Regions from separate parts of the Pan troglodytes genome. Here region 2 is linked to region 1. A link is a contact called in public Hi-C data. All regions are on one chromosome and are shown on one strand. Each heading gives the region's core, a stretch centred on a gene start, on an enhancer-like site or on the middle of the called end of the contact. The rest is flanking DNA. Distances are from core to core; before and after follow the strand shown. Region 1 holds the start of BNIP3L (BCL2 interacting protein 3 like). Region 2 overlaps DPYSL2 (dihydropyrimidinase like 2).

Region 1 (6,536 bases), core at 1,983-4,482:
CAAGTAACGTTTAAAGACTCATACATTCATCCTAATTTACTGTGGGAAATAATATAACCATCTTACATTCTGAAATATATGACACTTAAAGGTTTTGGGAATTAACCCATCAAAACCTGGAGCAGCAGCATCCATCTTAAAATCTCCAAACTCCATCGCTACCTGGTGAGGGCTCAAACTCTCTTCCCTAAAATAATCTTCAGGCCACACTGGAAGCACCTCCCTCTTACGAAAGATACTGCATGACCTTTAAGCATCCAAGTGGTTTTGAAAAGACTTCATCTGGCCATATGCTCACTGCTCCCATTACCTCTTTCCCAAGAGTTGAATTAAAGAAAGGTTAGGCAAGAACCCTTCCAAGAAGGCTCCCGGTTCTCACGACTAGGAACAATCTGAGGACAAGATGTCTGGGCAGCGGAATGTTATGAAAAGACCCTGGCCTGGGTTGTCTATCAGCCTGGTCCGTTAACTTTCAACTGCCCGAGTGCGTTTTTAATTCCGTTTCTTTAAATGCATGGCCCCAGACTCCCTGACGTGTGCAATCCTGGGTGGTTCAGGAGACTGCTCTCAGCTTTACTGGGCGCACAACCCATCGCTTTAAAAAAAAAAAAAAAATCACTTGGGCAACTTCGAGAAATCTAATAAAAAAATAAAAAAGGAGAAAGGAGAAGCAAGGCACAGCCTCTCACCCCACACGTGACTGAAGCCACCCCTAGACGAGCAAATGAATTTTCCTGACAAACATGTGGCAACAAAGGAATGTTCGCTGGGGGCTCCCGCGCCCGCCAGACGCTGCCCGCCCGCGGGCCCCGCACACCTGATCCCCGACACGTCCCGCGGCAGCCGCCCGCCCCGCCCCGCTCCCGCGCGTCCATCCCCCGGCGTCCCCGCCGCACGTCCCCATCCCGGCCCACGTCCCCTCCGCGGCCCGCTCCGCCCACCCGGCCTCCCCGCCCCCCAGGCCCGCCCCCGCCCCGCCCCGCCCGGCTCCGCTGCTGGGGACCACCCCCCGCACCAGGGGGATCCGCGCTACCCGCGCCGCTCCCGGACCGCGAACCCAAACGGCCCCCGGCCCAAGACCCCAGGAGGCAACAGAGAGGCCCGGAGCAAGGCAGGCGCCCCTCCTCTTGACAGGGGACGGGAGCTGTCAGTCACCTGGACATCCCATGCCTGGGCCAATCAGCTGCCTTCTCCTCCCGCCTCCCGCGCCGCGCCGGTGGCGGCGGCCGGGGCTGCTCCTCCTCCCCCATCCCCTTCACTGAGCCTCGGCCCCACACTCACTATTGAGGCCGGCCGGCGGGGGCAGAGACTGCTCATTTTCCTCGCAGTTGTTGTTGTTGTTGTGCAGGGGCGGCGGCGGCTCGACTAGGTGGGACGACATCGTCGGACAGCTGGCAGGGCTGCGGCAGCAGCAGGACCGTCTCCGGCACTCAGGCAGCAACACAACAAGCCGAGTCCGCCGCCCCCTTTTCTGCGCCTGCGCCGTCCCTCCCCTACCCCTGACGTCAGGGCCCGCCCAGGCCACGTGATGACAACACAACAAGCGACCGGACGGGGCAGGGGCGCTCCCCTGCGGGCCCCGGACGTGGAGACGCTCGAGTCAGGCTGACGCGCGCGCCGGGAACGAACTCTTGCGCGTGACTTGGGATGACCGGATGGGATGAGTGATGCCAATGGCAGTGGGAGAGAGGATGAGGAGAAGCGGAATGAGGAAGTGCGCTCCTGTGTTCGCGCCCGTGCCTCCTCTCACACAGGCTCCACACTGCTTCACCCAGCCCTGCGCATGCATCTGTTTTCTACCTCTTAGGACTCACTTCTGCAATAGGTGTCTTGGGGACACAAAAGAAGCCCCAAACCCAGGTGCCTCCACGTGTAAACTCCAAATAAAGCTGCTGAAACATCAACACTCCATACGGGAAACAAGGGAAGGCCGCCCCCAAATTTAATTGTTACAGAATTTTTAAAATGTCGATTACAAACACACCATCATTGTGAAAAAAAGAGAAAGAAGAAAGGGGAAGAAGGAAAAAAGAAAAATTCAGGAAAACAGAGAGAAGAAAGTACTCACCCAAATCCCATCGACTAATCGCTTTCTGGGACATGACGTGGGAAGCCGTTTATCCTGTACGTGGATGACATTAAACTATGTTCCTGAGCACACCTCCTACTTCACATCTCCATGTCTTCGTCCAGTCTCCTTGGTCTGATTTATGAGTGACATATGTTTCTCGCAGTCTCTAACTTGTCTTTTAATTTGTTTTTTTCACTCTGTAGAAGCTTAAGGTTTTCATGTAATCAGATTTATCATTCTTACATGGCTTGGGGAGACCTTCACACCAAGATTATTAATCTGTAATTCCCTTATAACTTTTTCTAATTTTCTTATAGGCTTAACTTTACATTTAGAGCTCTAATCCATCTGAAATTTATTTTCCATATGCTGTAAATTATTTAACTTCAATTCTTCCCAATTTTTGTAGCCCATTGACCTAATAATATTAATTTTAAGCCATCCTTTCTACACTGATTTGAAATTGCACCTTTGTCACTCTCTGACCACAAAAATGTGAGTCTGTTTCAGGGCTATCTGCAATACCTCTGTTAGATAACTATTAAAGTTTCTCTTCCTTTGTCTTTTTCAGATGTTAATGGCTAGTTACTCTTCAGATGAACTTAAAAATGGACTTGTCCAAGATTGACCTTGTGTTGGTAATTATTGAAGCTATGTAATACATTAAAGTATTCCTCTAATTTTTTAATATATTTGAAAAATTCCATGCTAAAAGGTTTTTTTTAAGGATTGATTTGTCAAATCCCTTTGCAAATTCTTTTAAGATTTTGGTCAGAAATGAACTCTATTAATAGATCGAGTGCTGTTTCTGGTCATACCCGGAAGCAGGAGTTCAAGCCGCAGCTGGTAGGGATTGGCGGCTGCTGGCCATCTGAGTTTTATTCAAACTGCTCCCCGTGAAGCCAGTCTTCAGCCAGAATGTCCAGCAGAAACAACAACAAGCTGCCCAGCAACCTGACTGCAGTTACAGAATCTGATGAAGCGAGACCCACCACCCTCCATCTAGGAGTTTCTACAGCAGTATAATCACTACACATCCAATGTGGGGATTTTCAAATTGCAACCATATAAACCCGGTAAAGAACTAGCAGAGCTGGTGGTGTTTATGGCACAGAACGTCCTAAATATGTGCATCTGAATAATAGGGGAGAGAGAAACTTCAGAAGAGCCTTTACTTTGTTATAGATTAGTTACTGCTACCCAGGGTATCTAAGTAATTTTCCTCAAGTGGTGAAAGATCTTCTGTCCTGTAATCATACTGTATTGGATCCAGATCTTCGAATGACATTTTGCAAAGCTTTGATCTTGCTGAGAAATAAGAATCTCATCAATCCATCAAGCCTGCTAGAACTCTTCTTTGAACTTCTCTGTTGCCATGATAAGCTTCTGCAAAAGACTTTATACACATATATCGTGACTGATATCAAGAATATAAATGCAAAACACAAGAATAAAGTGGATGTAGTATTGTAAAATTTCATGTACACCATGTTAAGAGATAGCAATGCAACTGCAGCCAAGATGTCTTTAGATGTTATGATTGAACTCTACAGAAGGAACATCTGGAATGATACCAAAACTGTCAATGTTATCACAACTGCATGTTTCTCTAAGGTCACCAAGATATTAGTTGTTGCTTTGACATTCTTTCTTGGAAAAGATGAAGATGAAAAACAGGCCAGTGACTCCGAATCTGAGGATGACGGACCAACAGCAAGAGACCTGCTAGCACAGTATGCTACAGGGAAGAAAGTTCCCAAAACAAGAAAAAGTTGGAAAAGGCAATGAAAGTGCTCAAGAAACAAAAGAAGAAGAAAAAAACAGAGGTGTTTAACTTTTTAGCCGTTCACTTGATTCATGATCCCCAAAATTTTGCAGAAAAACTACTAAAGCAGCTTGAGTGCTGTAAGGAGAGGTTGGAAGTGAAGATGATGCTCATGAACCTCATCTCAGATTGGTGGGAATTCATAAGCTCTTCCTCTTCAATTTCTATCACTTTTTGCGAAGGTTTCTGCAGCCCCACCAAAGAGAAGTAACAAAGAACCTTCTGTTTGCTGCACAAGCATCTCATCACCTAGTACACCCAGCGATTATTCAATCATTGCTTATGACTGTGGCCAACAATTTTGTTAACGACAAGAACTCTGGAGAAGCCATGACAATAGGAATCAATGCTGTAAAAGAGACAACAGCTCAGTGTCCTCTGGCCATGACTGAAAAGCTTCTCCAAGACCTGGCTCAGTATAAAACACACAAGGATAATAATGTAATGATGTCTGCTAGAACTTTGATTCGGCTCTTCCGAACACTGAATCCTCAGATGCTGCAGAAGAAATTCTGGGGTAAGCCTACAGAAGCCTCCATAGAAGCAAGAGTACAAAATATGGAGAATTAGATGCTAAAGATTACATTCCAGGAGCAGAAGTTCTGGAAGTTGAGAAAGAGGAGAGTGCTGAAAATGATGAAGATGGATGGGAAAGTACCAGTCTCAGTGAGGAGGAGGATGCCGATGGCGAATGGGTTGATGTGCAACACTCTTCCAATGAAGAACAGCAAGAAATTTCCAAGAAGCTGAACAGCATGCCCATGGAGGAGCAGAAAGCCAAAACTGCAGCCGTCAGCACCAGTCGAGTTTTAAGTTAGGAAGACTTCCAGAAAATCCACATGGCGCAAATGAGAAAAGAACTTGACGCTGTCCCCCGGGAAATCCCAGAAGAGGAAATATATTGAAATCGACAGTGATGAAGAGCCGAGGGGTGAATTACTTTCTCTTCCAGACATTGAACGCCTTCATAAAAAGCCAAAGTCTGACAAAGAGACAAGACTAGCAACTGCAATGGCTGGAAAGACAGACCGAAAAGAATTTGTGAGGAAGAAAACCAAAGTGAATCCATTTTCCAGTTCAAAAAGTAAAGAGAAGAAAAAACAGAAGAACTTTATGATGATGTGGTATAGCCAGAACGTCTGGTCAAAAAATAAGCGTTCCTTCTGAGAAAAACAATTGGCGCTGCGAGATGCCTTTTGAAAAGAGAAAAAGAATGAAGTAACTTCCCAGAAAGTTTTCCATTCCAAGAAGAATGCTAAGTTTGTGTCATTACTCTGAAAATTGGTAAATCAAGCATGTTTGTTTACATTAAAAAGTCCAGAAGCACTATATTATGAAAACTGCTGAAAATGTGGCAGCAATTTGGCGTTTTTATTTTGGGGACAGCTAATGATGGGAAATGTTAATGTAAATAGTGGTGGTAGTGTAATATCATTTATCATTCATGCAAAAAAAGTATTGAGTGCCTATTAATTGTCACTGTAGATACAAAATGACTGAGTTGTAACTACCCCTTCACTCAAGGCATTGACAGCTTAGTTGTGGGGGTGGACACAGACGTGTATTTACAGTGCAGTGTAAATAGTTCTCTAGTAGAGGTAGGTCCACATTTCTATGCAGACACTGAGGCCTTATGGACTAACTCTGTGGGGATGGGGGTTATATATTCCTGTAAAACAAAGCAAAACAGGACAATTGTAACAAGAGTAAGAGGTTCTTACTTGCATATAATAGGCTTACCTGCTGAAAACAGGCCCCTGCTGTACAGATTTTGGGTACATAATTTAGCTCTTTTAGTCAATCCAAAAGATTTAAATGACCCCCTCTTTTTTTTTTTTTTTAATGCCATGTAAAGGCTTTTTGGTTAAGACCTCACTTTTAAAATTGCCTTAAGTGTAAATAGTACCTTTGGAATGTATTTAGTTCATCATTTGAGATGCCTTCATACTGGTTTCCTCAACCTTCCTTCACCCTGTATTATTTTCAGCCCACCGTTTGTCTCAATAAAAGGTTTCTAATGCCAAATAATAAAAAAAATTGAGGGGATTATTGACATATTTATAGAATTGTTTTCCCAGTCAGGACTACGAGATCCCACTTTGTTCTATTTTCCTTTTAGGTGCTCCTTTTAAAAGGTTTTAAACTTTCAAAAAAAAGTTTTTTATTAATCATATGCTATTTTATTTTATTTTATTTTTATTTTTTTGAGACAAGGTCTCATGCTATCACCCAGGCTGGAGTGCAGTGGTACAATCACAGCTCACTGCAGCCTCAGCCTCCCGGGCTCAAGTGATCATCCCACCTCAGCTTTCCCAGTAGGTGGAACTACAGGTGCCTGCAATCATGTCCAGCTATTTTTTTTTGTTTTTTGTAGAGACAGAGTTTTCCTGTGTTGCTCAGGCAAGTCCTGAACTCCTGGTCTTACGGGATCCCCCTGCTTCAGCCTCCCAAACTGCTGGGATTACAGGCATGAGCCACTTTGCCCAGCTTACTATACTCATTTTATTGAAAATAATTAGAAAGTTTCCTTTTCTCTGGTCTTACATAGATGACATTGAAATTACTTTCTTTAAGGAGATGTTATAATTCCCTATGGAAACATTGGGGCCTGATGCTTTTAGGAAGGTCATCTCTGTTTCT
Region 2 (6,536 bases), core at 1,856-4,355, 180 kb before region 1:
TCCTTGTAAAAATAAATGAGAGGCTGGGCACAGTGGCTCACACCTGTAATCCCGCACTTTGGGATGCCAAGGCAGGCAGATCAGTTGAGCCCAGGAGTTGGAGACCAGCCTCAGCAACATGGAGAAACCCCGTCTCTACAAAAAATACAAATATTAGAGACTAGGCTGGCCAACATGGTGAAACCCCGTCTGTACTAAAAATGCAAAAATCAGACGGGCATGGTGGCTGGGGCCTGTAATCCCAGCCATTCGGGAGGCTGAGGCAGGAGAATCACTTGAATCGGGGAGGCGGAGGTTGCAGTGAGCCAAGATAGTGCCATTGCACTTCAGCCTGGGCAACAAGAGCGAAACTCCATCTCAAAAAAACAAAAACAAAATAAATTAGCTGAGTGTGGTGGTGGGCACCTGTGGTCCCAGCTACTGGGGGCAGGGAAAGGTTGGGGCTGAGGCAGAAAGATCAGTTGAGGCTGGGAGGCCAAGGCTGTAATAAGCCATGATCGTGCCACTGCACTCCAGCTTGGGTGACAGAGTGAGACCTTGTCTAAATAAATAAATAGTTTCTTATACTTTCTGTAGGAAAACACTCAATGAAAATTTCCTGTAAAATTATGAATCATTATTTGTGAATCTAATATTCGTACCCTTTGTCAGGCATGACTTTTCTGAATTTTTAAACATTAAATTCATGCCAAACATGAGAAAGCAATGTAAAATTGCCTGTTCCGCAATCACAGCCCCTTCCCAAACCTCTACTTTCCCATACTTTTCTCCCAGCACCATAAAAGAGCCAGATGCAGTAACTAAATTAGAAAATGGTTTAGTGAAATGGTAACATCCCGGGCATTCTGCATGGTGTGCAGGAAGGGAGGATCTGCCTGAGCAGATCCATGAGTGGGAAGAATGCATTTTAACCAGGTGCTGTATCAGAGTCTGATCCCTGTCTTTTCCGAAGCTTCAACTCCCCACCCTGAACACCTACTGTGTCCCCATGCTCAATGGGTGCACGCACACAGTGTCAGAGCAAACTTCTCACTGCCCCTGAAAACAGTGTGCCCTCCCTAATCTACATCTTGCCCTAAGCCGTTCTTTTCCCCTCCCTCCCTCTAAAACAACTGAAATGTTACCTTGTCTATGAAGTTTTCCCCATCCTACCCCCACAGCCTTAAGCACTCCTTCCTGTGTTCAGCTCTACTATAACACCATCACTCTATAATGACTTGCACATTTCTTCCATCAGGCCATGACTCCTAGAAGCAAAGAGCCCCCTCTTCTCCCAGCTACCAGCACACTGCCTTGTCTCTGGCAGGTGCCCTTAACATTTGGTGCATAAATAAGTGCCATCATTGCTATGACGACGACAAAGGTTCTTGCACCAAGGTGAGTTTTAATGTAAAAAAAAAAAAAAAAAAAAAAAAGCCCCAACGCAAGCAAGCCTTTCCCTTAGGACTATCACTTTTTTTTTGGTTTTTTTTTTTTTTTTTTTTTTTTTTTTTTGAGGTGGAGTCTCACTCTGTCACAGCGCCCAGGCTGGAGTGCAGTTGCATGATCTTTGCTCACTGCAACCTCTGCCTCCCAGGTTAAAGTGATTCTCCTGCCTCAGCCTCCCGAGTAGCTGGGATTACAGGTGCCCACCACCACGCCCAGGTAATTTTTTTTTTTTTTTTTTTTTTTTTTTGAGACAGAGTCTTGCTCTGTTGCCCCAGGCTGTAGTGCAGTGGCGCAATCTCGGCTCACTGCAAGCTCCGCCTTCTGGGTTCACGCCATTCTCCTGCCTCAGCCTCTGAGTAGCTGGGACTACAGGAGCCTACCACCACGCCCAGCTAATTTTTTGTATTTTTTAGTAGAGACAGGGTTTCACCGTGTTTGCCAGGATGGTCTCGATCTCCTGACCTCGTGATCCGCCCACCTCAGCCCCCCAAAGTGCTGGGATTACAGGCGCGAGCCACCGCACCCGGCCACGCCCAGGTACTTTTTGTATTATTAGTAGAGATGGCGGTTTCACCATATTGGCCAGGCTGGTCTCAAACTCCTGACCTCAGGATCTGCTTGCCTCGGCCTCCCAAAGTTCTGGGATTACAGGCGTGAGCCACCACACCCAGTCAGGAATATCACTTTGCCGGGCCTTCCCTCTTGGCAGCCTCCCCTTCTCCAAGCCCCTGAAACTCCAGGAGGACCTAATGTTATTATTAACAGCTTATTATTCTCTGCGGGGCTGTAGCTGCCTAGATTTTAAGCTCCGCCTCCACTAACAAAACTGCTGTGTATCAGCAAGCCTGGTAGAACACGGAGACAGCACCCAATCCTAAAATGAAGGTCGAAGTCATACAAGGTGTCTCTAGTAATTTTTTCTCAATTTCTGAAACTGTCCTTCACTCCATCCTCCCATTATTCTTTGTACATCCCTGTGTGATCCCATTCATCGCAGTAAACCACCTACACAATACAATCCTCACCGACACCATAACTAGGTGAGTGTGATTTTTCTTCCATTCAAGGTTTGAGCTCACAGGGAAGAAAAATTCTTTCGAAAGTCTTACTCATTCCTGGCCAGGCGCAGTAGCTCATGCCTGTAATCCCAACACTTGGGAGGCTGAAGTGGGCGGATCACCTGAGATCAGGAGTTCGAGACCATCCTGGCCAACATGGAGAAACCCCATCTCTACTAAAAATACAAAAACTAGCTGGGCGTGGTAGGGGACGCCTGTAATCCCAGCTACTCAGGAGGCTGAGGCTGGAAAATCACTTGAACCTGGGAAACGGAGGTTGCAGTGAGCCGAGATTGCGCCACTGCACTCCAGCTTGGGTGAAAGAGCGAGATTCCTTCTCAAAAACAAACAAAAAAGTCTTACTCATTCCTTATCCTTACAGAGGGCCTGACAAGGCTGGGGGCTCAAGCAGGACTGAATGCAGGGAGGGAGGTATGAGTGGAGGCACCCAGCCAGCCCTTTGCACATGTTTGCATCATCCAAACTGCAGGGAAGTGGGGCTGGGGAGATGCAGACATAACTCCAGTGCCTCGGGCGGCTGTGCTGCTCTCAGTTCCTCAGCATCTGCCCGGAACGTGTTCCTTCCCTGACTAGCCCACTGCTGCTCTTGGTTTCATGTTCCCCTTTGGGGAGCTAGAGTAGCCATTTCTGCTTCTGTGGCGCCCTGGGTCTCTGCGTTAGTGCAATGTTCAGAATTTCACAGAGTAGGGGAACTCCAGAGCAGAAACTGCTGACAAAACAGAGCCCAGAGGTGGCAAAGAAAATCCCCAATGCCCAGAGTGCTGCAATTGGATGCCAAGGGCTGTGGCCTCTAACGCAGCCTGCAGAGAAGGTTGAAATAAATGCGGCAGTAAAGAGAAGGTACTGGAATCCTTCTTTGCCAAAAACAAAGGGCATTGACTAGGACACTTGAGCTGGAAGTGATGCCTTCTTCACTGCAGATGGAATCAGGCAATGACGATCATTTTCTTTGTGTGTGGAGCTCTGAAGGGTCAGAGACTGCGGATTGGATCGGAACCTGCCCACTGCCTTCCCCTGTGGCTGCATCCTTTTAGCAGCGGTGACGGTGGTGACAAATGAGGGTCAGCAGTGACTGGCCCTCTGAAACAGATGCTGCTTTGGCTAGAACTGTACAGACTGCCGGCCAGCATGGGGGCTCTGCTAGGATTCTGAGGACACATCCTCCCTGCAGGAAGACAAGAAGCTCATCTGTCCAAATCCTGCTGGACAAGAGGGCACAGAGGAAGCATGCACTTCACAGAATCTAGTCGACTCGGGCTTTCTCTTATCCCCAGTTAGCGCACACACCTCCTGAAGAACTCCTGCAATGTCCACCCTGCACCTCATTCTCTGGGTGGCTACAGATTTTCCCTGGGGTCTTTCTATCCCTGATGGGGACAAAGGGCACCTAGCTCAGCCATTGTGCCTCAGGCCTGCCCTCTGGTGGCGAACAAAGAGTGTGCACGTGGTCCCCTGCGTGCTGGTCTCCAAGCCAGGGCAGGGCCTTGGAGATCACTTGTTTCCGTTGGTGTGCCCAAGTACTCCCCTCCATCAGAATCACCCTGGGCCCCAGCTCAGACATCCTGAACAGAATATCCAGAGGTAAGGTCCAGGAAGGTTTTTAAACTAGTCTACTTCTGGACACTTAGCGACAGATCCAGCCCACTCCACCCTCTATTTATAGAAGGAGGAAAACATGGACTAGGAGGAAGGGCTCACTCCCTACCTAGTGAGGGCTGCACTCACCACAGGGCATCACTGGTCTGCTCTTTGTCCAGGGGGAACATTATGAAAGAGTGGTAAATATTATCACTCTCATTCCACTTGTCTGCCTTCTGGAAACAGTACAATCTTCTAAAATATAGTTATGTTGTCAGTGAGGAGGAAATTAACATGTATTGAGCACCTACCATGCTCTAAGCATAGCACTGAGTGCTTTAAATACATCTGCTTTAATCTTCTCCAAAATCCTACTGGGTAAATCTTCAGATCCTCATTTTATAGACGAGGAGATAAAAGCACAAAGAAACCTCTTGTTCCAGGCCCAGATTCTAATTTGGGTCTGTGTGACCCCAAAGCCCAAGGGGCTAGTTCTTTTTTTTTTTTTTTTTTTTTTTTTTTTTTTTTTCCTTTTCTAAGACTGAGTCTCACTCTGTTGTCCAGACTGGAGTGCAGTGGCGTGATCTCAGCTCACTGCAACCTCTGCCTCCTGGGTTCAAGTGATTCTCATGCCTCAGCCTGTCGAGTAGCTGGGATTACAGGTGCCCACCACACCTGGCTAATTTTTGTATTTTTAGTAGAGATGGGGTTTCACTATGTTGGCCAGGCTGGTCTCAAACTCCTGACCTCGTGATCTGCCCGCTTCAGCCTCCCAGTGTTGGGATTACAGGCATGAGCCCCCGCGCCTGGCCAAGGCTAGTTCTTTTAATGGTAAGGTACTTGTTTAGTAGAAACTGGGACCGACCTTGTGCAAGAGGTGGGCACAGGTGATCGGCTGTCTTTCTTTACTCCTTCCACTGTCCCCAGTCCACATTCCTTAGATGTTTCCCCTTCTCCCGAAATCAATTCTCCATCTCTTTCTTTCCTCACAACCCAGTGTAACTCAGTTTCACTCAGTGGCTCTGGCCCTTCCCTCATAGGAAACATGACAGACGAACATAAAGGTTTAAATGAATGATAAATGCTCAGTGTGCTACTCCTCTGCTGAAAAGAGAAGACCCTAGTTAGTAGAATTTCAGACACCAAGCCAGGCTGCTTGCATAAATAAAATGCAAACTGTTTATCAAGTCTGCTGCGTGTGATCTTGCCCTTCTTTTTTAAATTTTTTACTTTTATTTTTAGTAGAGACAAGAGTCTCACTATGTTACCCATGTTGGTCTCAAACTCCTGGCCTCAACTGATCCTCCCAAAGTGCTCAGATTACAGGTGTGAGCCACCGCGCCCGACTGATCTTACCCTCCTGTTCCTTTCCAGCTTCATCCTGTGTTACGTCCCCAAGCTCTCTCGTGCCATAGCACACTGATGTCCTTCCTTTCCCTGCAATGGCCCTTGGTGGCTGCTGTTCTCTCTTCTCCCATCTCTCCTTCTTGCCCATGCATCCCTGCTTCAGGGAGGCCCTCCATGACCTTCCTCCTGATGCCAGCCCATGTACTCCTACTCTTCCTTGTCTCAGCACTGTCTCTTTAATAGCAACAATTATAATTTGGAAGTATTTTTGTGCATTTGTTTACTTGAGTATTTCCAGTCTGTCTCTACTTCTCAATTGCAAAGCCCCTAAACCAACTAGTCCTCCACTCCACCTTACAGTGACCGCACAACACTCAACAAACAAGAGTTAAATGACAAATGAACAGGAGAACCTTTCTAAAGACACCTGTTCTTCAGCCCAGGTGACCGAGGCTTCATCTTCCACCTGTTGCCTCCCAGATATGCACCTGCCGTTCTCTAATCCTGATTCATCCCAGGATTTGGGTGATTCTTTGGTTTTTGTTTTTTTTTTTTTTTTTTTTTTTTTTTTGGAGATAGGGTCTTGCCCTGTCACCCAGGCTAGAGTGCAGTGGCATGAGCATAGCTCACTGCAGCCTCAAACTCCTAGGCTCAAGCGATCTGCCTCAGCCTCCCACATAACTGGGACTACAGGCATGCATCACCATGCCTGGCTAAGTCTTTTTATCTTTTGTGTAGACAGGGTCTTGCTATGTTGCCCAAGCTGGTCTGGAACTCTTGGGCTCGAGCAATCCTCCTGTCTTGGCCTCCCAAAGCAGTGGGATTACAATTGGGGGCCCTCACGCCTAGACTTCACCCCAGGTTTTTAAAAGACCAGATGGTGAGGATTCACCTCACTGGATAAGGTCTCATGGCCTAGGTTCTAATGATCCATGGCAGAGCGAGCAGATTCCTTTTCTACTGGGATCTGTCCTTGGGAAGCATCAAGCCTCACATTCACAAAGCTCAGCTGTGCCTGGAGGTCCAATCATGATAACTGCAGCCGGGTTCCTCTTTTCAATCCCGCACTTCAGGCTTGTACTTACCACAGCCAGAAAACACCGC

What was found. A called contact is a pair of places that touch in the nucleus more often than the background predicts.
Region 2: a Hi-C map of stem cell-derived neural progenitor cells shows a contact between it and region 1, with 3 times the contacts expected there. The contact joins the enhancer-like site here to the promoter of BNIP3L in region 1. A contact is called at or near these places in 2 of 7 Hi-C or Micro-C datasets (blood and stem cell-derived neural progenitor cells) and 1 of 1 datasets of contacts at active chromatin or transcription factors (stem cell-derived excitatory neurons).

Annotation. Positions count from the first base shown.
Region 1 is chr7:34,737,103-34,743,638 of NHGRI_mPanTro3-v2.0_pri, reverse strand. BNIP3L (BCL2 interacting protein 3 like) reads right to left here and starts at 3,232. Exons shown (of 6, transcript XM_001162300.8): 1 at 1,282-3,232. The coding sequence starts at 1,381. It also overlaps the pseudogene LOC472721.
Region 2 is chr7:34,919,305-34,925,840 of NHGRI_mPanTro3-v2.0_pri, reverse strand. The region is part of intron 1 of DPYSL2 (dihydropyrimidinase like 2); the gene reads right to left. Among named protein-coding and RNA genes, the nearest start is that of DPYSL2, 55 kb to the right of the region's middle. Within about 2 kb of position 3,105, at least 12 of the 24 cell types and tissues checked have an H3K27ac peak or open chromatin away from gene starts, as enhancers often do. A contact at or near this core is called in stem cell-derived neural progenitor cells, where this site is marked.